Linked DNA regions of Mus musculus: region 1 is linked to region 2. The links are chromatin contacts, called in public HiChIP or PLAC-seq maps. All regions are on one chromosome and are shown on one strand. The core of a region is the stretch at or near the end of the contact, and the rest is flanking DNA. Distances in the headings are between cores, read along the strand shown. Region 1 overlaps Epb41l3 (erythrocyte membrane protein band 4.1 like 3). Region 2 overlaps Arhgap28 (Rho GTPase activating protein 28).

What was found. HiChIP or PLAC-seq counts read pairs in DNA pulled down with a chosen protein or histone mark.
Region 1: a contact with region 2 is called in an H3K27ac HiChIP or PLAC-seq map of the NIH/3T3 cell line, with 10 times the contacts expected there. The contact joins two enhancer-like sites. A contact is called at or near these places in 2 of 484 Hi-C or Micro-C datasets (adipose-derived mesenchymal stem cells and embryonic fibroblasts) and 2 of 115 datasets of contacts at active chromatin or transcription factors (the NIH/3T3 cell line and embryonic stem cells).

The regions. Positions count from the first base shown.
Region 1 is chr17:69,226,186-69,229,364 of GRCm38.p6, reverse strand. The region is part of intron 3 of Epb41l3 (erythrocyte membrane protein band 4.1 like 3); the gene reads right to left. Among named protein-coding and RNA genes, the nearest start is that of 2410021H03Rik, 49 kb to the left of the region's middle. Within about 2 kb of position 1,629, at least 67 of the 459 cell types and tissues checked have an H3K27ac peak or open chromatin away from gene starts, as enhancers often do. A contact at or near this core is called in the NIH/3T3 cell line, adipose-derived mesenchymal stem cells and embryonic fibroblasts, where this site is marked.
Region 2 is chr17:67,977,799-67,980,918 of GRCm38.p6, reverse strand. All of the region lies in intron 1 of Arhgap28 (Rho GTPase activating protein 28), which reads left to right. Among named protein-coding and RNA genes, the nearest start is that of Arhgap28, 25 kb to the left of the region's middle. Within about 2 kb of position 1,423, at least 94 of the 459 cell types and tissues checked have an H3K27ac peak or open chromatin away from gene starts, as enhancers often do. A contact at or near this core is called in the NIH/3T3 cell line, adipose-derived mesenchymal stem cells and embryonic fibroblasts, where this site is marked.

The sequences.
Region 1 (3,179 bases), core at 380-2,879, 1.2 Mb before region 2:
TTTATATAAAGTCACTGTACAACTAAAAGGTCTCTTCTTCTCTACCTAACTACAGAGCCATTAGAACAGGATCATATGGGTGTTCACTTGGAACACTACGAGTATGTTCTACTACATGTATGTATCTTGTCTCACACCAAGGTCGATGCTTTTACAGTAGTCACATACTTAACAGGCTTAAGCTTAATAATTCTATATGGAGAAATAAACTTATTTGCATATCTAAGTACAATGCTTGCTTTGAGGGTATCTTGAACAGTAAAGAAAAGTATTATAATATTTCAGCTTCAATGCCCTGTGAGTGCTTTAGAGTTTATATAGGACGAAATTATTGAAATCATACCCTATGAACTGCAGTTTGGGTGCCTTGAGCCTCCTTTGGTCTTTCTACAATGGTGTCGATTCAAACTTAAGGTGAATTTAAATTTGGGCGCAGGGATTTGTGTGGCCGGCCCCTGTCCTTGTACAAGGAGGGGGACGAGCCCAGTTAATGTGTTCTTGTCAAGTCCCCATCTCTCAGGTGATGTCAAATCATCTGAGAGTTAAAGAACTGTTCGGACACACTGTTGAGACACTGCAGCCACATGAATCCTTCTCACCAGCTTCACACAGGAGGATGCCAGCCTAATGTCACTGGGATGCTATTAGGTCATGGCAGCTTTATCTATACTGTGTCCCAGTCCTTCAGGAGGACAGCTGGGGAAGGCACTCTGTGAGCCCAGGACATCTCTTGAGATGGTCCTATCTACTTGAACATGGGTGAGGGGATGTGGAATGGGAAGTCCTATTGGTTTCCCATTTATGCCACTGTATCTGGTTTTATCCATAATAAAATTCCTATGTTTAATAAAATGTGTGTGTGTGTGTGTAGAAACATAGATAGATAGATAGATAGATAGATAGATAGATAGATAGATAGATAGATATTTAGATAGATCCTTAAATACCCCCCAAAAGCCAAATCTTGGACATTTTTTCTGTAGAAAAACATATAAGAAGCTTATGGTGGGAGGACTGACCAACAGAACTTGCTGAATGGAAAGGAAGGTCTCTTGTGTGGCTGTAATCTTAAGCTGACATGGAATTATCAAATGCTTTTCAGGTTTTATTGAGAGGAGGTTTGAGTGGTTACGAATCAGTACCAGTGGCTATTGATAGTCACTCCTCCAGTAATCCTTGGGGTTTGCAGCAGCAAGTCTCCAGTAACTTCCATGGCATAACTGTGCTTCCCCTGAACAACTGAGATGGTCTATGGTTTGGACACTTGAGTGGCAGCTTTCTCGTTTGAGCCTTCCAGAGAGAGGGTGCTCTGTGAGCTAATCTCACCTCCAGTTTTATACTCATTTTATTTTCTATTTAAAAATCTTCTCATTTATCCTTTGTGTACTTATGTGAAGTGAAACATCTCAGATCCTCTGAGAGTAGGATCGAGACTAGACAAAGCCCCAAATCCTCTGAGAGTCAGACAAAGCCCAAGTTAAACTGTGTCTCTGAAACTGACCACAGCTCTAGCTGTGGGGTGGGGTCTGCTTGCCTCATACTGCCATCGGGACACATTCCTATCCCTGCCCTCTTTAGGAAAGCTCTGTAAACCATGACATTCTGGGCAAGATCTTCTATAAAGGGATGACTGGAGACATTACGGCATTTTGCTTGGGGGTAATTATCTTAAACTATTCATGTGCTCTCCCAGCTCAGGCTAATGGCATTTCCCTGAAGAATGTGGTGCCTCTTTGGTGACTGTATTTGCTGTCGCCATGGCATTCCATAAGAAATAACAAGTCTCTGTGTGCCTTTCCGTTTCCCAAACGTCACGACAAGAACAGTTTCTTGTGTGGCTGTGTACATCTGCTTACCATCACTCATTCCTCTGAGGGGCCCCGGGGAAAGCGGGGGCCATGTTACCAGTAGATGTGGCTCCAAGAAAGGGTTTCCTTTGCCCTTAAAGAGGAATTTCAAATATACCTACCAGGGAGAGACACAGCTGTCTGACACTGAAATGCTGCACCCCCATCCAACAAAGACATCGTGCATCCTGGGAAGAATTCTACACCCCACTAAATAGAGCAGTTCATAAATTATCAGCTATACCCCGTCTGTTTAGCCTCAAGTTCGTCATCTATAGAGTTCTCTCTTTCCCAGATAACTAAAGATCACAGGCAACAGCAACAGGATAGGTCAGTCTTGCAAGGGGAGCAACACAAGGACCACACATGACATTCATCTTGAAGCACGTGGTTCATTAATACTTATCTGACAAGGAAAAGAAACAGTTACTGGAGGCTAACTTTATTGGCAGCAAAGCTACGTGTTTCAATAAAGGTTCCGGCAGCAGCAAGTCTGTGACCTCTGGTAGAAAGACATATAAGAATCTGATGATGCCAAAGCTGACAATATAAACTCTTCAAGTGGAGAGAGAAGACAATCCTTTTGTTTTTCTGAAGAGAAGGAGTGAGACCAGATGTCTGCGCAGAGACCAGAGGGGAAAGAATCCCAAAAGAGAGGCAGGGGGACTGGGAGAGACATAAACAATGGACGGGGCATTATTTTTAGTTTCACGCTGGGTAAACATGAGGTTACACTTACAGAGATGTCTTTTTTCTATTTTGAAGAGTGACTGAATCACACCACTTCCCCCTGCTTCCCAGTACAGTAGCACAACCTTTAGAAAACACAATACTGCAGAATACTAGCTGAGCTGCTACCACTCACTGAAGCTGTTCAAAGAAAGAACTGGACCAGACATGCCTCTATGCCACGCAAAGCTGCAGTTCTTATCGGTAGGTATAACTGAGATAGTAACAAGCAAAAGGCGACACAAATCCAATTTGGAGAAATAAAAGAGCCTTGGCATTGGATTCAAGGGAGGCACGCTGGGACCAACCTCAAAGTATGACAACGCTCCATTACTCTTCCACAAATGGCAACCAGTCCCACCTCCTGTACCTAACAGAGAAACACCTTCAGTGGATATTTGAAGATGAAACAGAAATGCTTCCCTATACAGACTCCATGAAAATTGTTTGAACAAGCCTAATTCAACCAGAGCCACTCACAGTAACCTCTCAAGGGAACAGCCCACCCGAGTGATGTGTCAGACCACGCCTAATTGTAGAGGGTGGTTCTGATGCTAAGGTCCTGTTCCCCATTGGTTTGTGGTCGATCAATAAAATTGCCAG
Region 2 (3,120 bases), core at 174-2,673:
TTTATCCTCCCCACAAAAACCAAATCAATGGAGTACCAGGATCAGCAACTGTGTTCTTAACTAATCATAAGCACACACAGGAATCCTAGTGGCTCACCCTAAATCCCTGTGTCCAGACTTCATATTCCGCAGAAACAGACGTGACTCCTGCTCTCTGAGTCAGACTGTTTCTGAGTTTAGCTTGGCTTGTGGTTGAGTGACCCAGTTGGGTCTTATGTTTAACAGAGTTTTCTGGTGCTGTACAAAAAAAGGACAGGGCTGAGTCTAGTGTCATCATGATCTCTCCTAAGCAGTTTGGTGGTGCCACAAAGGCAAAGGAGATGGCAGAGGTCACTTCAGGTCTGGTTGTGTGCAATTAAGCTTGTTGCTAGCTGTGTTATCGCATGAACCTTTATAGGTTCTAGCAAAACGGTGAAAGGGATTCAGTCAGAGGTCTTCTGCATTCCTGGAATGATGCTGCTCACCGGCATAGAAGTTTCCAATCTCTAGAACGTGATTGGACTCTACATCCAGCAAGTGTCCAATCACAGGAGCCTTTGACCACATCCCTATCTATTTTGAGAAACTTATTTAGCATCTGGGGTATCCTTATATTTATAAATACCATGGCCATATTCTGTACCCGGAGAGACCTCTCCCAGTATTAAGAGTGTTTCTTTAGTGCCTGGAGATTAACTTTAACCAAGTGGAGGGCAAGTTCAATGTAAAAATAGTCTGTAACTAAAATAGAGACTGGCTGTTGCCTGCTGGGCTGGAGGCTCCAGTTAGATGCTTTTTCCTATAATCAGAATGTTTCTGGGCAGTGTGACCTCAGTTAGCAACTTCTGTGACTGGGGCACTATTCTCTGACCTGTTTCAAAAAAATGGTAGACCAAAGCCCTGGGAGGGGGGAATGTTGTGTGTACATAATCCCTGCGTAGGTATATATGCACTTCTGTTCTCTGAAGTAGAAAATGTTAAACATTACCAAGGTCAGGACCCAGGAGGGTCCTGATTTCTAGTCGCCACTTAAGGAAGACCAGAAGAATGGAAATCTTTTGGTATCTCATACATATGTGATGCAATCTCTTAATTGTATCCTCATAAGAGAACAAGGGGAAACAGAGAGTCGTTGGTCTGTCTCTCCCATGGTCAGGGCTCATCCTTAAATGGATGTTACTTAGTATTTCCAGTTCTTGTGTTGGATACCCAGGCCGGCTGTCTGTGTTCTGCATGTGAGATCTTCTGTCTCTGCCTTGTGTCCCAGGGTGGAGGAGGAAATGTGTGTGTGTGTGTGTGTGTGTGTGTGTGTGTGTGTGTGTGTGTGTGTGTGTGTGTGAATGGAGCATTTCTAAGATAAATGCTAGCATGTATCTGTCCTATGTTATGACAACACAAGACAAAAGCATTGAGCCAGCAATGAATCAGAGCAGTGGCTTGCTGTCTCTCTAGTAGGTCATAGAACACTAAAAATTCGGATTGAGCAATCGTTAGTAGACATCATGAGTCGTAAGTAAAGAGGCGGAGTTTAGTAGAAAAGTCAGAAACATACAAACCAGATATACTATACTATCAGCATTCCACAGGAATACTGACCAACTAGTTCCTGGGCTTTAGACATACTGTCCTCTTACTTGGAGCTCCGTGTTCTTCCTCCATCCCAGGAGGACTCTCCATCCCTCAGTTCCAGGACACTCGTGTCAGAGGATTCTTGGAAACTATATACCTCACTTTCCAGGCAAGGAGACTGAAGCTCTACACAATCCAAGCCTCTAATGACTAAACAGCTCTGCTAGTTCCTTTTCTGTTAGCTAAACAAACAGCCGGGGTTGATGGTCTGTGCCTAAATGCACAGGTTTACTGTGGCTCTGGGGTGGGAGGTTTCAGCCTGTGATCTGTTGGCACCATGGCTTGGGCCAGTGCTGAGTCAGCACAGCCTGGCTGGGTGTGCAAGGCAGAACAAAGCTGGGACCAGGGCCAGGATGTGGAAAGGGAAAGAGAAAGGCTGTCTTTCCGAGTCTGCCCGGAGGGCTCATTCCCAAGGACTCTGCTAGGCTCTATCACAAAAGGTCTGTCACCTCCCCTTAGATCCAGGTTAAAGGCCAACTCTTTCAGGTTAAGGGCCAACTCTTTAACACTTGGGCCTGTGGGAGACAGTCCAGATACAAACCACAGCATTTTTTTTTAATGGGAAGAACTGTTCACCATGTTTCAGGCTATGGTCCCTTGTGACGTGTATCCTTTGAGTGTGTTACTACGTCTACAGAGTGTCTCATACAGGTCCTTGGGTTTAGGTCCCCACTGCCCAAGTGCCAGGAATGTGGGCCAGTTTACAAAAGTGTCACCACCCTGCTCTTTGAAAGGAATATTTTGGTGGAAAGAGGTGTTTTAGATTAGAAATTAAGACATAGCCATGCATGTTGCTGCAGGCCTGGGATGGGGGAGGGGGAGACCAAGAGTTTGATTCCATCCCGGGCCCCATTTCAGAAAACTAAAGGCTAGCGATGTAGATTATGACAGCAGACTTGTTTGGCGTGCAGGAGGCCCTGTGTCCAGCCCCTTGCGCTATAGATTTACTTTAAGAACTGTAAATGTTGAGGTGCAATTATTTTTTCACTGACTGATGATTCTCAATTCAGAGTGGAAGAATGAGCGACTTTGGGGATGAATCCTCGGCAAGGACTCCAGAAATGAAGGAGGGGCCTTCATAGCATCCTCCTGATGAGCGCCAGCTCACCTTCATAGCATCCTTCTCATGAGCGCCAGCTCACCTTCATAGCATCCTCCTGATGAGCGCCAGCTCACCTTCATAGCATCCTTCTCATGAGCGCCAGCTCACCTTCATAGCATCCTTCTCATGAGCGCCAGCTCACCTTCATAGCATCCTTCTCATGAGCGCCAGCTCACCTTCATAGCATCCTTCTCATGAGCGCCAGCTCACCTTCATAGCATCCTTCTCATGAGCGCCAGCTCACCTTCATAGCATCCTCCTGATGAGCGCCAGCTCACCTTCATAGCATCCTTCTCATGAGCGCCAGCTCACCTTCATAGCATCCTCCTGATGAGCGCCAGCTCACCTTCATAGCATCCTTCTCATGAGCGCCAGCTCACCTTCATAGCATCCTTCTCATGAGCGCCAGC